Regions from separate parts of the Pan troglodytes genome. Here region 1 is linked to region 2. A link is a contact called in public HiChIP or PLAC-seq data. All regions are on one chromosome and are shown on one strand. Each heading gives the region's core, a stretch centred on a gene start, on an enhancer-like site or on the middle of the called end of the contact. The rest is flanking DNA. Distances are from core to core; before and after follow the strand shown.

Region 1 (3,413 bases), core at 704-3,203, 120 kb after region 2:
TACACATATATTACAATCTGAATTAATATACTACGCATACATGTAAATATTGACTGATTTCTTTAGTACCAATAAGTTGGTATTCTAGATAGGTCTTCATTATTTGTCACAAAGATAGCAAACTGTTCCTATGATGGTATCATTGAAGGATTTTGTGAACACGCTGATTTTTAACCTTACTTGGCTTAGATAAGTGGTATACAGACCAATCCACAGTTTAAGCACAGGCAGGGAGATATGGCAACTCGGTTTTTTCCCCTACATAGGCATTATTAACCTTGGGTTGTGGGCAAAAGAAAGCCAAGTTTTCTAAGCAGGAAAGCAACAAAAGCAAAATGAAACTTCTGAGATAAAACCATTTGCTGCTGTGGGCATACAGATGTGGGACAAATGAATTTTAATAAGCCTTTAGAATTATTAAGACCCTTTAAGAATAAATTAATTCAAAATTAGGGAATATTATTGGAATATGAGACAAGTGGGAATTAATTTTTTTTTTTAAGAGACAGGGTCTCGCTATGTTTCCCAGGCTGGAGTGCAGTAGCTATCCACAGGTGTGATTATAACCTTGAACTCCCAGACTCCAGTGATCCTCCTCTCAGCCTCCCAAATAGCTGGGACACTGGCTAATTTTAATTATGCAAATACGTCTGTATTCAACCTGGGGTCAATACAACCAATAGGACAAATCGTGTCTTTCGTCAGTTGGAACATATCGCAGGTGCTGAGAAATTCCAAGTATTACACCCTAAAATGATATTATTTAATGTAGATTTTAAATTTTTTTCTATCATAAATCATCTGACCCTAGATATTCACATGTATAGCACACGGTCAGGCGTATACCCAGGATTATGCATTTCAGGAAATACATAAGCGTGCAAGTTTGTGCAAGAATTGTCTTCCTGAGTGGGTTCTAATTAAAATACAAAACGAAACTAAATATCCTCATTTTTGAAACAATTACTTATAATGTATCTCAAAGGGAATTCTTGAGACACCCTCTTCAATAAAAAATTAAATTCGAAAATGTATACAAGAGCTTTGGGAGTTAAGATGAAAACAAAGATATTTCGTGGGAGTTTTGAGACAAGAAGGAATACATTCAAATACAAAATAAACTATCCTGAATTTCTCCTGGATTGCCATTCTTGTAAAATTTTAGATATTGCACATTTTCATAATCTAACTCATGGCAGCCCCAACATAAAACTAGTCCTCTGCGGGAATTGCAACTAGATTAGCGGCAACGGTTTGACGCGGATCCGGGGGGAGGGCGGGAGCAAGGCAGGGAGAGAAGGAGCGACCTGCCCAGGACATGCAGCTTATCTCTAGAGAAACGGGTTTTGCAGCACAAAGTAGCCTGTGTCCGATTCATCTATTTTCTGCCTTGCTCCTTCAAACGGAAACCTAACAAAGACCACGGGCAGCCAAGGGCCGCAGCCGGGGACCAAACCCTGGTCACCAAGCCCGCGGAGTGGCCGCACGCGGGGCGGCCGGGTCCCCCAAGCTGCGCGTCCCGAGCTAGCGAGATCCCAGCCTGACAGGCGACGCCGGCAGCTCCCAGTCGCGACCGAGCAGCGGCCCAGCACAGGCTGCCGAGGCCAGCAGACGGCCCAGCCGGCCCCTCGCGTGCTCTGGGCGCGCCGAGCCTCCACACTCACCATCTCGATGATCTTGGTCTTCCGCCCCGTCTTCCTCTTCAAGGTGAATATGTACTGAGCCAGCACCACCCCCGCCACCAGGGCGCACACGCTGGCGCTCGCTACCGCGCCCACCCTCGCCACGGCCGCGCGGTCCATGGACGGGGCCCTCATGCGCGTCCAGGCAGGAAAAAAACAGGCAGCTCGCGTAGACAGCGAGTCTCGGAAGCGCGGGATCCCAGAGCATCACGGACGAGCCCGCGACGCCCCGCCCCGCGCAGCTCCGCCCCCACGAAGCCCCACCCACACGCCATCGATGGAAGAGGCGAGGACGCGGCGGGAGGGGCGTGGCCTGTGCCCGGAGCCCAGGCTGGAGGCGGCCTTCAGCGGACTCAGGGTCTCACGAGCTGCTGTCAGGGCAGGGCAGAGTATTGCGGTAATTATCCTTCTCTGCTAATGAGGATTAGGCCGTGGTTCGCTCGAGCCCCGCCCCAGTAGAAATCTAATTCCAACTGCGGCCCGCTAAGAAGTCGGTCTCCGCCTTCGCGCCTCAGCCCCTCTGGACTCCGGCCCCCAGAAGGCGGCGCGGCACGGTGTGACCTGCGCAGTGGCGTCCGTTCTAAGTGCTATAACAACGCGGGGAAGATGGCTCAGAGTTAGGCGGGAGAGGGGCCGTGTCCCTTCCGCCGCAGCCGCGGGGTTTCTGCTGCATCCCATTCGCCGCCTCCGCCATCCTTTTTTCTGTGTGAGCCGAAGGGCTTGCAGTTGTTCTCTCCTGCCTAGTGTCTTCCAAGGGATAGATGCCATTTCTTCTGCTGGTCTCTGGGGGTGAGGAGGGGCGCAGGGGAGCTTCTTGGGGGAATCGCTCCAACTCTGTGGAGCTGGTGGTGCTGCCTGGTGGGGCTCTCTCTGCCCAGGACGTGGAACAACTTTCACCCGGAGGACTAGAGGAAATAGTTGTAGGGGAGGAAAAATTGTTTCCTTCTAGCCTTTTAGGTTATTTGGCTGGTCTACAAATTAAATTGATGTAAGACAGAGGAACATGAGAAAAACGATTTGTCGACCGAAAGGTGAAATAACAGGCACTAAAACTTAAAGAAATCATGGTTAGTTTTATTACTCGGCCAAGTTTGAGGACTTAAGCCTGGGAACACAGACTCAGTATAGACCGAGAACGTGTCCCAAAGTAAGTTAGCTGGGAGTATAACCTGAAGAAGACTGAGTTTTAATACCCAGAATATTTGAGTATCAATATCTAGATTACTGTGTCATTTTGTCGCCAATTTTTTATGAATCCAGTTTTGCACCAAATACCAATATGACTTAAATGTTGTCTGATTGTGAGGCCTAAGATGGTCACAGTCTCATTTATCTTTCTTCCTCAACAAAAACATTTTCCATATATTACATATTATTTTGAATGGGTAGAGACTAAAGCCACGTTTCTATAATTTCAGGATTTTAAACATTTTGTAGACAATAACATTCGTCTTGAAGCTGTGGACAATCTAAAACAGAAATGGAGTTCCAAATTTTGTTTTTGTAATATGGCCCGTCAACTGCGCATGGGAAGAATGTGGGTACTCTGAAATATGATTTCTATTTTAACTAGTTATACTATATCATAGGTCTGATTATCATATATATGAGATGTTAAAGCTGTAGGAGTATAGTCAATTAGACTACAAACCCTGGTAGTAAATTTCCAGGAGGAAAGGGGTCCATATGTTTTTTATAAGTGTAAACCTTGTGTTTCTGAATCTAAGAGGG
Region 2 (3,252 bases), core at 1-2,500:
CTTTTATCACCTGGGAGCCTAACAAAGCAACCTTTATTCATCATACATTTTGACCCTTCCATAATTTGTCTCCACCACGCCCCAAAAGGCCCATGCTCCTATTCCCTGGCCCTTCTTTCAGTCTCCCACTTTTGTGGCCCTCCAGTGCATGGGTATGTAAAAATAGTTTTTCTCTTGTTAATCTGTCTTATGACAATTTAATCTGTGGCCCAGCTAAAGAACCTAGAAGGGTAGAGGGAAGCCATATCTCCCTCCCCCACCTTTGAATCTTCTTTACACCACACTCTCCCGGGTCATCTGGATCCTCCTTGAACTGGAGCCACGGGAGCGCAAGGCCTCCCAAGTCAGGGCCCGAATTCCGCGTGGTGCCAAGCGGCAGCTGGCTCCCTGAATGCCCACCCTGGACCCTGGTTAAAAAAAAAAATCCCTCCAACCCGGAGAGAACAAGTCCGCCTTTGTTCTACCTGGCAGCGCCGTGGCCAGTCCCCGCCGCCCATTCTCTCTTCTTCCCGGCCTCGCCACACCAACACTGCAGGACCCGTGTCCTCGTCCCTTCTCCATAGCAGAGGATGAAAAGAACGGGGTTTCTCCATGTCGCAGTGGCCCAGGGAACTCAGGGGTGGAGCGCGGGGGCAGCGTGCTCGGTTGAACTTGCCTGTTCGGTCCACAAATGCCGAGCAAGCGCCAACAACTCTTGGCTTCCCCAAAAGAGGCGACGCCCACACCAAAGCGGGGGCGAGGAGCGCAAGCCGCTGCCGCCTCCCCGGGCCGAGGCCCCCGCCCACCCGCGCCGCGGCCTCCAGGGCCCCTCCGTGGCCGGGAGGGCCTCGCTCCCCACCCAGTGAGGACTAGAAGTCCCGTCGCAGGCACTAGGTTCCTCACAGGCCCGCACCCCTGCCTGGGTCCTGGGGGCTTGGAGGACCCAGCCCAGCGCCCAACACGGCGCCCGGCGCCCCTGTTCCCAGAAGACGGGCGGCGCGCGGACTGCGGCCCAGACGGCTGCTCGAGACTCACAAAGACTCCAGGTGCTTGAGCTGCTGCAGCTGCTGGGCGTCGTGCCGCCGCCGCTTCTGCTCCCGGGCCCGCTGCAGCTCCTGATCCGGCAGCTCCCGCGACCACCACGCGCCCCCAGCCCTCGCATCCTCGCGCCCCGGCCAGGTCGACATCGCGGCACCTGCGGCGCGGCTCTGGCTGCGGCCAAGAGGGCACTTCCTCCGCGCGGCGCCCCTTCCCGCCGCAGCCCCGCGACTCGCCCGGGAGGGGACCCGAAGTCCCGGCCTCGGCCGCCAGATCCCCGCCTGCCCGCGGCCGGCCCCAAGTCGGTGCGCAGAGCCCCAGAGCCCAGCCGCCGGTGGGCGGGGAGCGCCCGCTGGCGGCGGCTGGAGCCGAGGCGGGGCGGGGCCCTGGTTGGGAGCCTGGGGAAGCTTCCAGGAGCTTCAGGGTTCCCGCCAGGCCACACTCATCTCCCTGCCCCTTTGAGGTTCCCGACCGAGGCAAGGGGTCTTGTGCAAGTCATGTTTGTAGATCCCTAGTGACCAGACCCACGGGAGCTGCTCATTACATAGCAATAGGATTCCGCCATTTTTGGAAGAAAGCAATACTCTGCATATAAATTCTCCAATTTTCAGATCATATGATCCATGCTTAAAACATAGTCAATGTATATTGTATTTAGCAAGGTATAGGTTCTGGAGATGAAAATAAAAGCTACCATACACAGCACTTGTTATGTACCAATCAGCTAAACCCTTAATAAGAATGTCTTTAATCTTAAACTTGTGTTATTACCACCCTTATAGTGATCTACACATTCAGTGCAATCCCTGGCAAAATCCCACTGACTTTTTTTTTTGCAGAAATAGGAAAACCAATCCTAAAATTCATATGGAATCTAAACGGACACCTTCCCTGGGCCTCTTACTTGTTTTGCAGCAAGTAGGTGCAAGTAGGTTAATGTGGCATATTACATTTATTGATTTGTGTGTGTTGAACCATCCTTGTATTCCAGGAATCAATTCCATTTGGTCATAGTGCATTACCCTGTTAATAAGGTATTCAACCTGTTTTCCTACCATTTTGTTGAGAATTTTTGCATTAATGTTGATAAGTGATTTGGGGGTGTAGTTTTCTTATAACGTCTTTGTCTGGCTTTGTATCAGGGTAATGCTAGCCTCAATATGAGATAGGAAGTTTTCCTTTCTCTTTAATTTTTTTGGAAATGATTGAAAAGAATTGGTGTTAGTTTTTTTTTTTTTTTTTTTTTTAAGACAGAGTCTCGCCCTGTCGCCCAGGCTGGAGTGCAGTGGCGTGATCTTGGCTCACTGCAAGCTCTGTCCCCCGGGGTTCACGCCATTCTCTTGCCTCAGCCTCCCAAGTAGCTGAGACCACAGGCGCCCGCCACTGCACCCAGCCAATTTTTTGTATTTTTAGTAGAGACGGGGTTCACCGTGGTCTCGATCTCCTGACCTTGTGATCCACCTGCCTCAGCCTCCCAAAGTGCTGGGATTACAGGCATGAGCCACTGCACTCGGCCAAACTGGTGTTAGTTCTTTAAATGTTTGGTAGAATTCACCAGTGAAGCAATTAGGTCCAGAGCTTTTCTTTGGTGGTAGATTTTATTCTTTATTTATTTTTAGAGACTTGCTAAAGTGGCTCATGCCTGTAATCCCAGCACTTTGGGAGGCCGAGGCAGGCAGATCACCTGAGGTCAGGAGTTCGAGACCAGCCTGACCAACATGGAGAAACCCCGTCTCCACTAAAAATGCAAAAAATTAGCCGGGCGTAGTGGCACATGCCTGTAATTCCCAGCCACTCGGGAGGCTGAGGTAGGAGAATCGCTTGAACTCGGGAGGTGGAGGTTGCGGTGAGCCAAGATTGCGCCATTGCACTCCAGCCTGAGCAACAAGAGTGAAACTCCATCTAAAAAACAAAAGAAAGAAAGAAAAAAAGGCAATAACTACAGTTACAAACCATTGTTACAATACTAGGTTTTATAATTACCTATTTATCTTTATTGAGATCCTTATTTCTTCATATAGCTTCTGCTTACTGTCTAGTGTTCTTTTATTTCTTCTTTTTTTTAATTTATTTTTGTCTCGTTTTTCCAAGAAAATCTCACTCTGTCACCCAGGTTGGAGTGCAGTGGCTCAATCTTGGCTCACTGCAACCTCCACCCCCAGGGTTCAAGCGATTCTTGTGCCTCAGCCTCCCAAATAGCTGGAATTACAGGCATATGCCACCACGCCCAGCTAA

Evidence for each region. HiChIP or PLAC-seq counts read pairs in DNA pulled down with a chosen protein or histone mark.
Region 1: an H3K4me3 HiChIP or PLAC-seq map of stem cell-derived excitatory neurons shows a contact between it and region 2, with 3 times the contacts expected there. The contact joins the promoter of NT5C3A here to the promoter of LOC748640 in region 2. A contact is called at or near these places in 1 of 7 Hi-C or Micro-C datasets (stem cell-derived neural progenitor cells) and 1 of 1 datasets of contacts at active chromatin or transcription factors (stem cell-derived excitatory neurons).

Annotation. Positions count from the first base shown.
Region 1 is chr6:38,824,661-38,828,073 of NHGRI_mPanTro3-v2.0_pri, forward strand. It overlaps NT5C3A (5'-nucleotidase, cytosolic IIIA), which reads right to left and starts at 1,954. Exons shown (of 9, transcript XM_001167622.8): 1 at 1,665-1,954. The coding sequence starts at 1,817.
Region 2 is chr6:38,705,861-38,709,112 of NHGRI_mPanTro3-v2.0_pri, forward strand. It overlaps LOC748640 (retinitis pigmentosa 9 protein), which reads right to left and starts at 1,251. Exons shown (of 6, transcript XM_054655538.2): 1 at 1,015-1,251. The coding sequence starts at 1,166.